Linked DNA regions of Mus musculus: region 1 is linked to region 2. Evidence: chromatin contacts called from public Hi-C data. All regions are on one chromosome and are shown on one strand. The core of a region is the stretch at or near the end of the contact, and the rest is flanking DNA. Distances in the headings are between cores, read along the strand shown. Region 1 holds the start of Spin4 (spindlin family, member 4). Region 2 holds the start of Maged1 (melanoma antigen, family D, 1).

Region 1 (7,020 bases), core at 745-3,244, 480 kb before region 2:
TTGTGTATGCTTTTTTTGTCTTATTGTTTTTGTTTGTTTGTTTTGATTTGTTTTTTTTTAGAGAGAGCATAATGTTGGGTTGGGGAAATATGATCCAATTATTCTATATTTAAAAAAAATGAATGGAACCACAACTTCAACTTTTGGATTTCAGGGAGGAAAACAAAAATAAAGACGAGTTCAATTAATCAATTCATATATGAAAAGGAGAGTTGTATTAGTTACTTTTTCTGCCTTAGACTATTTAGGATAAATGAGGAGCCATTGAAGGAATATTAAGAACAAACAGTGTGGGTTAACTGAAGTTCTCTGGGGGAAAAGCCACACATACGTTGAACTTTGTACATGGTTGATTAACTGACTCAGTTATGAGTATAATGGAGGAGTTCAGCTGTCGCAGTTCCAGAGTCACATTATCTTAAACTATCTTCACCCTCACCCCACCCAAAATGGTCATGTATTGTTCAACTCTGTGAGTGACCTAACCATTCTTCCGGCTATTAGGTAAGTTCTTTTGGAATGTGTGCACAGATCCTCGGCTTTCACTGGCCCAAAGGCAGGGAATGCTGTCAGATAGTATCTGAAGCCTACTGCAGAAGTTTCTCCGGTTTGCTATAACACGCCTACCCAAGGCTTCCCCTGATGCCTTTTAAAAGTTTCCTGATTTATAGTTCTCTTTGTTTTGCTGCTATAAAAATTTCATGAGGCCAGTTGGGTAAGAGGCTTATCTTACAAAGGAACTTGTGGCATAAACCTGTGGACTTGGGTTCAATCCATTGAATTCAAGTAAATGTGGAAGGAAAGAAGTTACTACACAATGTTATCTTCTGATTTCCACTTTTCCACTTCTGCCCCCTTCCAACATAGACACTTCATGCACACACAGGTTAATAATAAACAGCAGCGACAACACCAACAAAATTCCATGAAACTGTTACCACATTGGAACATAGAACTTGGGGTAACCTAAAGTTGTGGACCTTGGTCTTGGTCACTTATATTTGATTCTAGAATAAACCATCTTTTATTTTGAGATGAGAGCTGTGTTCTTTATGTTCACATATGGAACCATTAAAAATTGTGTTTCCAGCCTGGCATGGTGGCGCATGGTTTTAATCCCAGTACTTGGGAGGCAGAGAAGGGGGGGGGGGCATATCTCTGAGTTCGAGGCCAGCCTGGTATGTAGAGTGAGTTCCAGGACAGTCAGGGCTACCCAGGGAAACCCTGTCTCAAAAAACTGAAAAACAAATCATGTTTCCAGCATATTTAATCATGACAGAAACTACTCGTGATATAAGTGACAAAGTAAGCAAAAAAGGTATAGAAATATAAAAGTTGCTCTCAAATGCATAAGGTTATAGAAAGATATATTAATAAGAAATCAGCTTAATAAACATTTTGATGTTTGCCTGGTTTGTATGGCTAAAGTTAGTTTTGTTTTGCTTTGCTTTTTATTTCACTCAGTTTTAGAAAAGCAAATACCAGCATATTTTCCTTCCACTTAGAAAAACATACTAAAAATCGTTAGGACGAATGATCAGGTAGAAAATATAAAGGAGAGTTTAAGTTAACATGGTGGACTGTGCACGACTTTTCCCCAATCCCGCTTCAAATTTCTTAAAAAAGAAAGAAATTGTAGATTTGTTTATACAATTTCTCCCACCCCACGTATTTTTTTTTCTTTCTTTTTCACTTTTCTTTTCTTTTTCTGCTTGTGAGGAATTCCTGGAAGATAGAAAGCAGATGGAGCCTCAGTGAAGTATGCAGTTGGGCAGCAGACAGCCTGCAGGGGAGGAGGGGTGTTGTACTGTCTGGTTCTGGTGGGAATGAACCGGCTGGGGGGCCACGGGAGTAAAGGAGAGAGCCTGTGTCAGTGTGGCTGCCCCAGGAGCGGAAGGCAGGACGGAAGCGGGAGGGGTGGAGGAAAGGAGAGGGCGGGCTCAGAGGAGGAGGATTCCCTAAGCAACAAAAATCCCGGTTTCGCAGATTGGCCAAGCTGACAAGCGCTGCCAAGACCAGGCCGCGCAAAGCGCAAACTGCTGGGAGACGTGCTACTGCCTGCACTTTCGTGGCCGCGAAACATCCCTGTTATCTCCGGTCCAGGTTAACAGTCCACTTCTTCTCTGTTGCCGTTCTGCGACCGCAGCAGCGTTGACAACAGCTAAGTGGCGGATTCTGGCTGGGACGTGGGCTTGGGAGTCCGGGAAGGCGCCAGGGGCGGACAGAACGAACCCGGGAGCCCGCCATCTCTCTGGAGCCATCACTATTGCAGTCACCCCTCCCTGAAGGAGGAAAAAAGCACTAGTGAGCGGCACTCTCTGTCTCAGTTCCCAGTCAGTTAGCTCTTTTCTGACAAAATCTGAAAAGAGGACTGATACAGTCTCTCGGATCGCGAAAAATATCTGCCGTTGGACACTGCTGACTGTTAGTCAGCTTGTTAAGCAAAGAGCAGCTTTACTTTGGCCACCGAAGCCTCGAGCCATGTCTCCTCCGACTGTGCCTCCTACTGGGGTGGATGGTGTGTCCGCGTACCTGATGAAGAAAAGGCACACTCACAAGAAGCAGCGCCGTAAGCCCACTTTCCTCACTCATAGGAACATCGTGGGCTGCCGCATTCAACACGGCTGGAAAGAAGGCAATGAGCCCGTGGAGCAATGGAAAGGTACTGTGCTCGAGCAGGTCTCCGTGAAGCCCACTCTGTATATCATCAAATATGATGGCAAAGACAGTGTGTACGGACTGGAACTGCACAGAGATAAGAGAGTTTTAGCGCTGGAGATTCTTCCTGAGAGAGTTCCTTCTCCTCGCATTGACTCTCGCCTGGCCGATTCCCTGGTTGGGAAGGCAGTGGGACATGTGTTCGAAGGTGAGCATGGCAAGAAAGATGAGTGGAAGGGTATGGTGTTGGCGCGAGCCCCCATCATGGATACTTGGTTTTACATCACCTACGAGAAAGATCCGGTCCTCTATATGTACACCCTGCTGGACGACTACAAAGATGGTGACCTGCGTATCATTCCAGATTCCAACTACTACTTCCCTGCAGCTGAACAGGAGCCTGGGGAGGTGCTCGACAGCCTTGTGGGCAAGCAGGTGGAACACGCCAAAGACGACGGGTCCAAGAGAACTGGGATCTTTATTCATCAGGTGGTAGCCAAGCCATCTGTCTACTTCATTAAGTTTGATGATGATATTCACATTTATGTCTATGGCTTGGTGAAAACCCCGTAAGTTTATAGACCTCTTTGCGAAACGTGTGGAACTATCAGAGGATAAATATTTTATGTTCTCAAAATTAAGTTTTTCTGAGGTCAATTTTGAGGTCAAAAGTTCTGGACAGTGGCTAAATCTTATTGTGCCTCCATATCTTATATTGACTGTTTTCCAGTTCTGACTCAAGTATATGTTGGTACTTTTGTTCTTTGTTTTATAATTGAAATTTTAAATTGGCTGCTAAGAAAAAAAGAGAAGTGTTTGGATTCACCGAAACAACTCAAAAGTAGATAAACTGTGCAACGTGGCTTCTGCTCCCTTCCCCCTCTTTCTAATTCTTCCCCTTAGTTTGAGAATTTGGCATTTTTCTTGGGATGTTTTCCCTGCTCTCAAGCAGAAACTTCAATGTAACTTTTGTAAAACTGACTTCCATATGATATGGTTTTTGATAAATGGCACAGTCAGTCTCTGTCCGTCACTCTCATACTTCCTCTCACCAGTGTTCACAGTCCATACAGATGTGCCAAAAAGTATCCATTCTGGTATTGGTGGGCATTTATTTCCTTTTTTACTCATAATGATGTTTTATTGTATTAAGGTGCTCTTATTTCTATAGAAGTGTTATGTAGGTGTATATTTAGTTTTAAGAACTATTGCAAGGTTGCCATCCACTGGTCTTTGATGTTTGCAACGCTGACAGGTAGAACGTTCCATGGGTTCCTGATTATTTGATGTTTACCTGACTCAATGAGACTTATTTTTTTCTACTTGGGATATTTCTCTTTTTTTGTTTTGCTAATTCCTATTCTTTGTTTCTTGTCTATATATACATATATATATTCAGTTGATATTTTCCATGTAAAGTTATAGGAATTTCTACAATGAAAGTACATTTAATCTTTTTTATTTCATGTGTTAATGAACTTTATATTGTTATTAATCTTTATTGTTCACTTTACAATTTTAAAAACTTAATTTTATAATTTTTAAATGTTTATGTCTTTTATAAATTTTTAGTTTCCTATCTTCTTCAGACAGGTGTCCCTAACCTAGGTCATACCAATATTCACTTGGTTTTTCTTTTATAATCTTTATTATATTTAAATTTTTATCTACCTGAAATTCATTTTTGCATATGCTAATACATAGGGACTCAACTCTAAATATTTTGCATTACATATTCTACTGTAGAAATTACTTTTTAAAAAATCACTCTTTTTCAAATTTCTGAGTGAAAGTTAATTTTAAACATAATACCAGACCATGAGTTTCAGAAACTGGAATAACAAATTCCCTTTCAATAGTTGTTTTTCTTTCTTATTATAATTTATCCTCAACATTCATCCTTTCAAGAGAAAAAAAAACAATGCATTTTATTGATATTTTGAAAGGGTCTGATACTTATCAGAATTGCATCAATTTTCTGTATTCTTATATACAAGAATAAAATTAATAGTGATATTCTTACCACACAAGAGATTTGGTAGATCATTGAAATATTTTTATCTTGTTTTCATAACATTTTTTCATATAGGTCATTCATATCAAATGGAATTTATTTTTGCAGTTATCAAATTTTGTAATAAGTTGAATATTTTTCCATCTTATAAGTAACTTTTTATTTTTATCAATAAAGCAAATCTACAGATTTTATATTTTTATCTTTTATCCAATGAGTTTATTTAATCCTATATGTTACATTGGATGTTAAATTAGAAACTTGGATTTTCTTGATATATACAATCATTTTGTATGTAAATACAGATAATTTTATTTCTTCTAATGCTTATACTTATTAGTATAACATTAGCTGGATTTTCCAGAGCAGTGTTATGTGATGATGATGGCAGACATGCCTTTTTCTATTTCTAATTTTTATGAGAATGACTTTATTGTTTCATGTGTGACTTTGTTGTTGATTGTTGGTAAGTAGTTATTCATGTTTAGAAATTCCTTCTGTTCTTGTTTTTATATAGTATTACTATTAGAAATGTCTCCTTGATTTTATCAATGTCTTTTCAATATCCATTATTAAACATATAGTTTTTTTAATTTGTTGATGCATGATTTATTAGAAAGCTAGGTACTTAGTATTACAACAAACCTTTATTTCTGGAATAAATCCTACTTGGTTATGGTAAAATAGCCATTTATTATTTTGTCGTATTTTATTTACCAATAATGCACTTATACTTGATTTGCATTCCAAAGTAAAATTACAGTTTTAGATTACTCTTTGTATTTTTAATTGAATTAACAGACAACAGGTTGTGTCTTTTTTTCATAAGCTGTCTCTATGAAGCTTTGTCATTAAAATTCTATTAGCTTAAAAAATGACTGAGTAAAATAGCACTAGAAGTTTTTTTTTTTTTAAGTTACCTGAGACTAAGCTATAAAACATTGAAATCCTGGGAATGAATTTTATTAGGTATCTTTAATGCATTCCCTGATATTTTCTCAGTGGCAATTGGCTTTTTCAGACTTTTTGTTACTACAGAATATATATTTTTCTGTCATTTACAGAATATATATTCTCTGTCAATTACACACGAAGTTGAAAGCTGCTTATATTATAAAATTTGCTGATTATTTTTATGTGCTGTATGTCATTATGTATTAGCCCAGTTCAGAAAATGTAATAAATTCATCAGCTATAATGGTAGTATAATTATCTTTGTATTCTTTTATTTACTAGAAAAATGAGGAAAAAATTAAAAAAAATGAAAGATGTGAAAACATTTGTTTACCTCCCCTCCAAATTAGCAGATATCTATACTTTGACATGTTTACTTTAAATGCAGATTTATATTGCAATTGGTCAGTATTAATGGCTAATAAATTCATTTGCAACTACCACACCACCTCTTCTGCAGAGGCGAACACTGTCATGAATTTGGTGCTCATGTTTTATATATTTACTAAAAATAAATTATGTACAAATAAAACTATAACCAATAATAGTAGTGACTTTTGTGTTTTCTAATAATGTTCACATGAATGGCCAACTTTATTTTTATTTTTATTTTTTATGTATTTTTATTGGTTATTTTATTTATTTACATTTCTAATGTAATCACCTTCCCGGTATCAGTTTCCCCTGCACAAACCCACTATCCCACCCTCCTCCCCCCACTTCTATGAGGGTCCTCCCACACACACCCACCCACTCTCACTTCACCACCCTCCTATTCCCCTACACAGGGGGCATCAAGCCTACACCAGGCCAAGGGCCTTCCCTCCCATTGATGCCAGATAAAGCCATCCTCTGCTGCATATGAGGCTGGAGCCATGAGTCCCTCCAAGTGTACTCTTTGGTTGGTGGTTTAGTCCCTGGGAGCTCTGCGGGGGTCTGGTTGGTTGATATTGTTGTTCTTCCTATGGGGTTTCAAACCCCTTCAGCTCCTTCAGTCCTTTTTCTAACTCCTCCATTGCAGACCCTGTGCTCAGTCCAATGGATGGCTGTGAGCATCCACATCTGTATTGGCCAGGCTCTAGCAGAGCCTCTCAGGAGACAGCCATACTAGTCTCCTGTCAGCAAATGCTTCTTGGCATCAGCAATAGTGTCTGGGATTGGTGTCTGCAGATGGGATAGATCCCCAGGTGGGACAGTCTCTGGATGGCCTTTTCTTCAGTCTCTGCTCCACATTTTGTCCCTGCATTTCCTTTAAACAGGAACAATTCTGGGTTAAAATTTTTGAGATGAGTGGATGGCCCCACCCCTCAACTGGGGGGCCATGCCTAAGCTCTGGATATGGTTTTGATAGGTTCTTCCTCCACTTTGTTGGGTATTTCAGCTAATGTCACCCT
Region 2 (6,873 bases), core at 2,180-4,679:
TAAATGCACATTAAAAGCACGGTGAGCTATTCCTACACACTATTGCTAAAAATTCTGACTACAAATGTCACCCAAGATTTGTAGAAATTGAACCACTTATATGTGGTTAATGGGATGTAAAATGGTTGAGCCACTCTAGAAAAGATCTGTAACTTCTTGTAAAGCTAACACACACTTACTATAAGCCCAGAAATTGCACTGTTGTACATTTAACTCAAAGAAATGGATATCTGTTTACACACAAAAAAATGTAAAAATAAAAATTAGGGGCTAGAGATGGCCAAACCGTTTTAGTCAGTTCAGTTCCCAGCACCCACACCAGGTGGCACACAACCACCTCTGTAACTCCAGTTCCAGGGACTACAACTCTCTTCTGGCATCCAAAAGCCAGCACATATGTAGCATACACACAGAGAAACAAACCCACATACACTTTGAGGGGAAGTTAGAAAGACAGGCCTGCTCAGGGACAAACATCTGGATAAGAACTAAGAAAAATAGAAGGACTCAGGGGTTTTAATTTAAAACAACAACAAAGCAGCCTATCTAGACTCATGTCCCACCCCATCTAGACTCATGTCCCACCCCTCAGACTCTCACCTCCCAGTGTCCCCTCCCAGCTCCAAGGAAAGAGCCTGAGAGCCTTTTAGCTTCTGGAAAGCTTCCCACCCCCACCCCCACCCCCCCCCCCCGCATTCCAGTCCTTTTGTCTTTTCTGCTCACTCAGTCCTTTGCCTTTTCCCCCAAAATGAACTCAGCTAACACCAGGATCCCTGTTACAACATGAACAGACACAAAAAAGAACGTTAAACATTTAAAAGAATGACGCAGAGAAAGATTTTTCTGATAAGATAAAAACATGCAAAAATGCGTATGCTCCTGGTTCTTGTCCAATGATAAAAACACGACTCTTTGATCAAGCAGGGATTTAAACATCATGCTAACAATGCACATCTGAGAGACCTGAAAGAAGAATGTGGAGTATTAGGCAAAAGAGTGCCATTTAAAATATTTCCACGTGCATTATTATCTTATTGACGTAAGAAGCTCTGTGCCTGAGCTTAAAAATGCTATATGAAAGGTAGCAGAAAAGCCTTAGCCACTGGCTCAGGGTGGTGAGGATTCAAAACTGATTACTTAACTTTGATAGCATTTAGATATTTCAATCCCCAATGATGAATATAAACTGTTGCCATAATGAATTATGTCTCTGTATATGACAAAAAAATAATACGTGAATTTATCGGGCAAAAAAAAAAATTTCCTCTCAGGCTTCTAGCTTTAGCAATGGGGTAGATTGTGTGATTCATTCATTTATCAAACAATCTTTATTGAGAATATAAAACGTATTAGGTAGGCATTGTTCTTCGTGCTGAAGGTACAACAACGAGTAAATTGGGCAAACTTCCATATCCATATCCCTAAAGAAACTCCCAATCTCATGTGACAAAAAGAACAAAACTAAAGGAAACAGTGGTGAGGATATACATACATATATATTCATATATATATGAATATATACATACATATATATTCATATATATATGAATAAATTTTGAAATAATAATTTTGAGAATATCAAGAGATATCCACCTGGAGAAGGGAGGGGACAGCAGGGTGCAAGTCCATAAGGTACAGGCTGGATCATGACTGAAGATACAGACGTGGAAGCAGAGAAAATATAAAATGGCACCTCAGACCTCCTTTCCTGAGTCTGATCACGTCCCACTGCAGACACTTTACAGAGGAAGTGCTGAGGAAAAACAGGCAGCTGACAGGGGAGGTTGCTATGCAACAGATGAGGGAAGTCATCCAGCCTGGCAGAATTGATGTTGGCCCTTGGGGACAAAATGCTGCAGTCCTTCCTAGCATTAGCCTTCTTTCCTATGCAGGCTCCTCACAGGAGCTGACGCCACAATAAATGGGAAACGCGCTAAGGTCTGCCCGGGACTTGGGAAACGGATGGGTTTGGATTGAGTCATTTCGCATCTGTATGCCATCTTTCTGCGTTTGTTTCCCCAGCTGTCCTGGAAGCACAGCTGGCTGTGTGTCCTTGGGCACGACCCTCTTTGCGGGATTCCTGTTTTGGATAGTAGTGAGTAAACCAGGCTCAGAGAAGTCCACTAAAGTGTAGTGACTATATCTCAGGGGACTCACACAGCGAGGGACAGATAGGGCAGACACTCCTCCCGGAATTCTAAAGCCAAGGCCAGCTTCATTCTGCAAGAACAAGGCAGACACACCTGAATGCTCTGGCCGCTCCAGCAGTCACCAAGAAAGCCTGCGGTCTCGCTCCTGGAGACTGCCTACTAAGAGGAGCACAGAACGAACCTAAAGGGTCCCCACACATGCCAGGCCTCCTAGAACACAAGCCTTATTCCCATGGAACAAATATTGGGGAGAGGACAGCTTGTTATTCCAATAGAGGTTGAAGGAGTGCCCCTGTTCTCAGACTAGATTTTACACTCAGGAAAATCCAGGCCCCTCATGGATGGTTTTGTTTGTCTTTTAGATCAAGTCTCAGAGTTGCACAGCTGGCCTGGAACTCAGGGCTTTCCCTGAGTCCCCAGAGTGCTGGGATTACCAGCCTGCGCAGCGGTGCTGGGGCAGGTTCTGGCCTTTCTGTGTGGTACCAGCTCAATGCCCCGGGCTTCTGCATTAGCTACCTGGTGTGTTAAATGAGAATGTTGCACTCCATCCATCTCCCTAAAACAGCCTGCAAGAAAAACAAGCCCCAGGGCAGACCCCACAGCCCAACGCCTTTCCCTCACCTCTCTAACCCAGCCCTCAAAAAGGGTTTCGATGGGCAAAAACTGCCAAAAGGGCGAGAGAAAAAGCTCATTTTCTGAGTCCAGTGAGAGGAAACCTATAGATCCCCCCCCCCCCCGGGCGACCCTTGCTCCGGTATCTCTGCAATGGTTTTTTTTTTTTTTCTGGCCTTTAAGGTTTCTGCGTCGTAGAGTGGGTGAACTCAGCAGAGGCCTAGCATGTTTCGAAATAAGAGACCCCCGCGGGGGGCCTACCTACGGGGCTCTGCACACGGGGGTGGGCGGGAGCTGCGGACCTGGCTAGAGAGAGTTCGGGAAAAAGGGCGGGACTGAGCATAGACGCATTGCGGAGAAAGGTAGGGGGCTGGTGTGTCGGGCCAGGGGGTGGGACCGAAAGGCGCTGCGCATCTGTTGAAGGAGTGGATGCGTAAGGAGAAGGGGAGGAGGAACCTTTGTCCACTGTCAACCTGGTTGGCGGTGGGATAGTGTGCTGGCAAGGAGGCGGGCTCTCCTCCAAGTGCACATGCGCAACAATGGCTCTGGGATGAAGCTTTTGTTGGGAAAGCAAGCGGGACTCTTATTTGGACAGTGATCTGCTGCGCATGCGCGGCGCGTCCAGAGGCGGTGGGTGGTATATTAGGCGGAGAGGCGGGGTCGCCCGAGCTGCCGCGCTGGCATTTTCTCCTGGACGCGGAGAGAGTGCGGGTGCCGAGAGCCGGACAGAGCCATTCCCGATCCTCTTGAGTCGCGAAGAAGGAAACAGCGAAGGGATTGGGGTTCGGCCCTGAGGCAAGGTGAGGTTCGCCCCCAGACGGGGCATCTGCCCCCCTGGCGCGGCGTCCTTCCGCCATTCTTTTCTCCCAGTCCCTTCACCCTGGATTCGGAAGCCCCCTGCTCTGCCTGCTCCCGGATTCAGACCCTGCTCCCGACCCTTTTCTAATTTGAAACTCCGTCCGTCCCCCTGAATCTTTTCTCCAGTTCCCTCCCCGAATCCTATTTCCCGACCTTGATCCCGTTAGATGGTTCCTCTGAATTCAGAACCTTAATTCAACTTTTCGGACGCCCGTGTCTCCCCGCTCGCCGCCCTCCCTCCCCGCCCCCGTAAACTACCGCATCCACAGCTCCTCTCTGACTCCAAAACGGCAGCGCTGAAGCTTTTCCCTGGCCGCGTCTGAGATTGGAGATGGTCTAGCGGGACGACCGGTTACTTTTCCCGCTCCGCTTAGGCCTGGTTCTCCCCCCGGACTCGGCACCTCACCCGCCCCCAGAATCAAAGCACACACGCACACAGAATTCGGTCCTATGTCTTTTCCTTCTGTAGTGTAATGCCCAGCTCCTCTCTCCCACACCCCCCCCCTTAGGCTCTGCTCTTGCCAGGGAGACGAGAGCTATGGCTCAGAAACCGGACGGCGGTGCAGGCCTCCGCGGCTTCCAGGTGAGGACCCCGCTCCCAATTCCCCCATTTTTCCCCTGCTGACAGTTTACGCCCACCCCCGGCCCCTTAGGTCGCGCGAATGGCAGGATCTGATTTTGCCCTTCTTCCGGCCTAGACACCGCGGGCTCTCAGATTTCTAGCGTTTATCGAATGGGGGGGAGGGGCGGCCCTTTTCAGCCATCGGTCCCTGCTTAGAGAAAGGGGAGACCCTGTTAGTCAGGGCATTCTGCCCAGAGAATGCGGGTTGGGTAAGGAACCATTTTTTTTCCATAACCCTGACGCGTGTAGAGCAGTCTGTCGCCCCATCCCCCAACCTCTCGCCTCCACCCTCCCTTTCTCCACGCCGCGAGACTCCCCCTCCACCCTCTCGGCTTATCCTCCTTGATTCCTCCCTCCTCGGGTCTTGAGCTCCCCACCTCAAGCCTAACCAGTCCGTCTCTAAACCCATTTGGGGCTCAGAGCTTGCACCACATTCCGCACCAGCCCCTGCTGCCACAGACTGTCCCTCACCTTGCCCTGCCCCCTCTACCCTTAATTAAATTTTGTTCGCGCCCCGCCTCCCTTTGACCCGCCTCTGCCCCCACGTCTGAGTACTGTGACGCCTGTCTACAGCTCCCCTGCTGCGTTGCGCCGCGCCCCCCCCCTCCTCTGGTCTGCCATGTAAGGCTCAGAGATTGAAATGTTGCCCCTCCTGTGTTTGCAGGCTGAGGCCTCTGTTGAAGACAGCGCCTTGCTTGTGCAGACCTTGATGGAAGCCATCCAGATCTCCGAGGCTCCGCCCACCAGCCAGGCCACAGCAGCTGCCAGTGGGCCAAATGCTAGTCCCCAGAGTTCACAGCCCCCAACTGCCAATGAGAAGGCTGATACTGAGGTTTCAGCAGCTGCTGCCAGGCCTAAGACAGGCTTTAAGGCCCAGAATGCCACCACAAAGGGGCCAAATGATTACTCTCAGGCACGTAATGCCAAGGAGATGCCCAAGAATCAGTCTAAGGCGGCCTTTAAGTCACAGAATGGCACCCCTAAAGGTCCACATGCTGCCTCTGACTTTTCCCAGGCAGCACCCACAGGCAAATCAGCTAAAAAGTCTGAAATGGCCTTTAAGGGTCAGAATAGCACTAAGGCTGGCCCCGGTACCACCTACAATTTCCCTCAGTCTCCCAGTGCCAATGAGATGACCAACAACCAGCCTAAGACAGCTAAGGCTTGGAATGACACTACTAAGGTCCCTGGAGCTGATGCCCAGACCCAGAATGTAAATCAGGCCAAAATGGCTGACGTAGGGACCAGCGCAGGTATCTCTGAAGCTGATGGTGCAGCAGCCCAGACATCAGCAGATGGCTCCCAGACTCAGAACGTGGAGTCCCGGACTATAATTCGGGGCAAGAGGACCCGCAAGGTGAGATCCCAGCTAGCTTCCCTTTGCTTTGGGCTCTCTCCTTTCTTCCAATTTCCTTGGCTCCAAACACAATAAAGGGCATGGATTTATCTGTATTTTGGCACAGTTGTAGGGGGTGCTAAGGTAACTATTATTCCTGAGCCCAGGTTGTCCACAGGCTGATGATGAGTTGATACAAGGACACAGGCAATATGTGTGTAGGCCATCTTACATTTTGACATTAAACACCATGTCTTAAGCTAGGCAGGCTCACACAGAATCAATTAGATCTTGAAGATGTACCTCACTCTCTAGAGAGAACAGAGTCAGGAAGAAACGAGTTCAGGGTGAAACCAAGCACTGTCCGTAGTCACACAGGAAAAGGAGAAATCTAGGTCCCACTTTCTGTTTGTTTGTTTGTTTTTTCCTTTGTCTGGTTTGGAGATGAAACGCCTGTCTGAAAGACAAAGAGAATCAAAGTGACCAGTGGCTAGTGAGGTGTAGGTGAAGATTCCTAGGTACTTCCTAAGATAGCAACTGGGAGGACCCAGGATTAATAGTGACCCTGAAATTTTCTTCTCTCTAATTATACAGGTTAATAACTTGAATGTGGAAGAGAACAACAGTGGGGATCAAAGGCGTGCCTCACTGGCCTCAGGGAACTGGAGGTCTGCTCCGGTTCCAGTGACCACTCAGCAGAACCCACCTGGAGCACCCCCTAATGTGGTGTGGCAGACACCACTGGCTTGGCAGAACCCATCAGGCTGGCAAAACCAGACAGCCAGGCAGACCCCACCAGCAGCACGTCAGAGTCCCCCAGCTAGGCAGACACCATCAGCTTGGCAGAACCCAGTTGCATGGCAGAATCCAGTGATCTGGCCTAACCCAGTGATCTGGCAGAATCCAGTGATCTGGCCAAACCCCATTGTCTGGCCTGGCCCAATTGTCTGGCCAAACCCAATGGCCTGGCAGAGTACACCTGGATGGCAGAGCCCACCCAGCTGGCAGGCTCCACCTAGTTGGCAGAGCCCTCAAGATTGGCAGGGCCCTCCAGATTGGCAGGTACCACCTGACTGGTCAATGCCTCCTGACTGGTCCTTTCCCTCCGACTGGCCTTTTCCACCTGACTGGATCCCCGCCGACTGGCCAATTCCACCTGACTGGCAGAACTTACGACCCTCACCTAATCTGAGATCCTCCTCCAACTCTCGTGCCTCACAGAACCAGGGTCCTCCACAGCCCCGAGATGTGGCCCTTCTTCAGGAAAGAGTAAGTGCTGTGCCTCTCCACTTAGT

What was found. Hi-C and Micro-C count contacts between places; a contact is called where the count stands out from the background.
Region 1: a Hi-C map of uterus shows a contact between it and region 2, with 7 times the contacts expected there. The contact joins the promoter of Spin4 here to the promoter of Maged1 in region 2. A contact is called at or near these places in 6 of 39 promoter capture datasets (the 3T3-L1 cell line, cranial neural crest, frontonasal cranial neural crest and 2 more) and 1 of 484 Hi-C or Micro-C datasets (uterus).

Annotation. Positions count from the first base shown.
Region 1 is chrX:95,021,656-95,028,675 of GRCm38.p6, reverse strand. Spin4 (spindlin family, member 4) reads left to right here and starts at 1,994. Exons shown (of 1, transcript NM_178753.4): 1 at 1,994-6,169. The coding sequence starts at 2,482. The coding sequence ends at 3,231.
Region 2 is chrX:94,538,581-94,545,453 of GRCm38.p6, reverse strand. It overlaps Maged1 (melanoma antigen, family D, 1), which reads left to right and starts at 3,429. Exons shown (of 13, transcript NM_019791.3): 1 at 3,429-3,562; 2 at 4,130-4,203; 3 at 4,907-5,599; 4 at 6,173-6,847. The coding sequence starts at 4,159.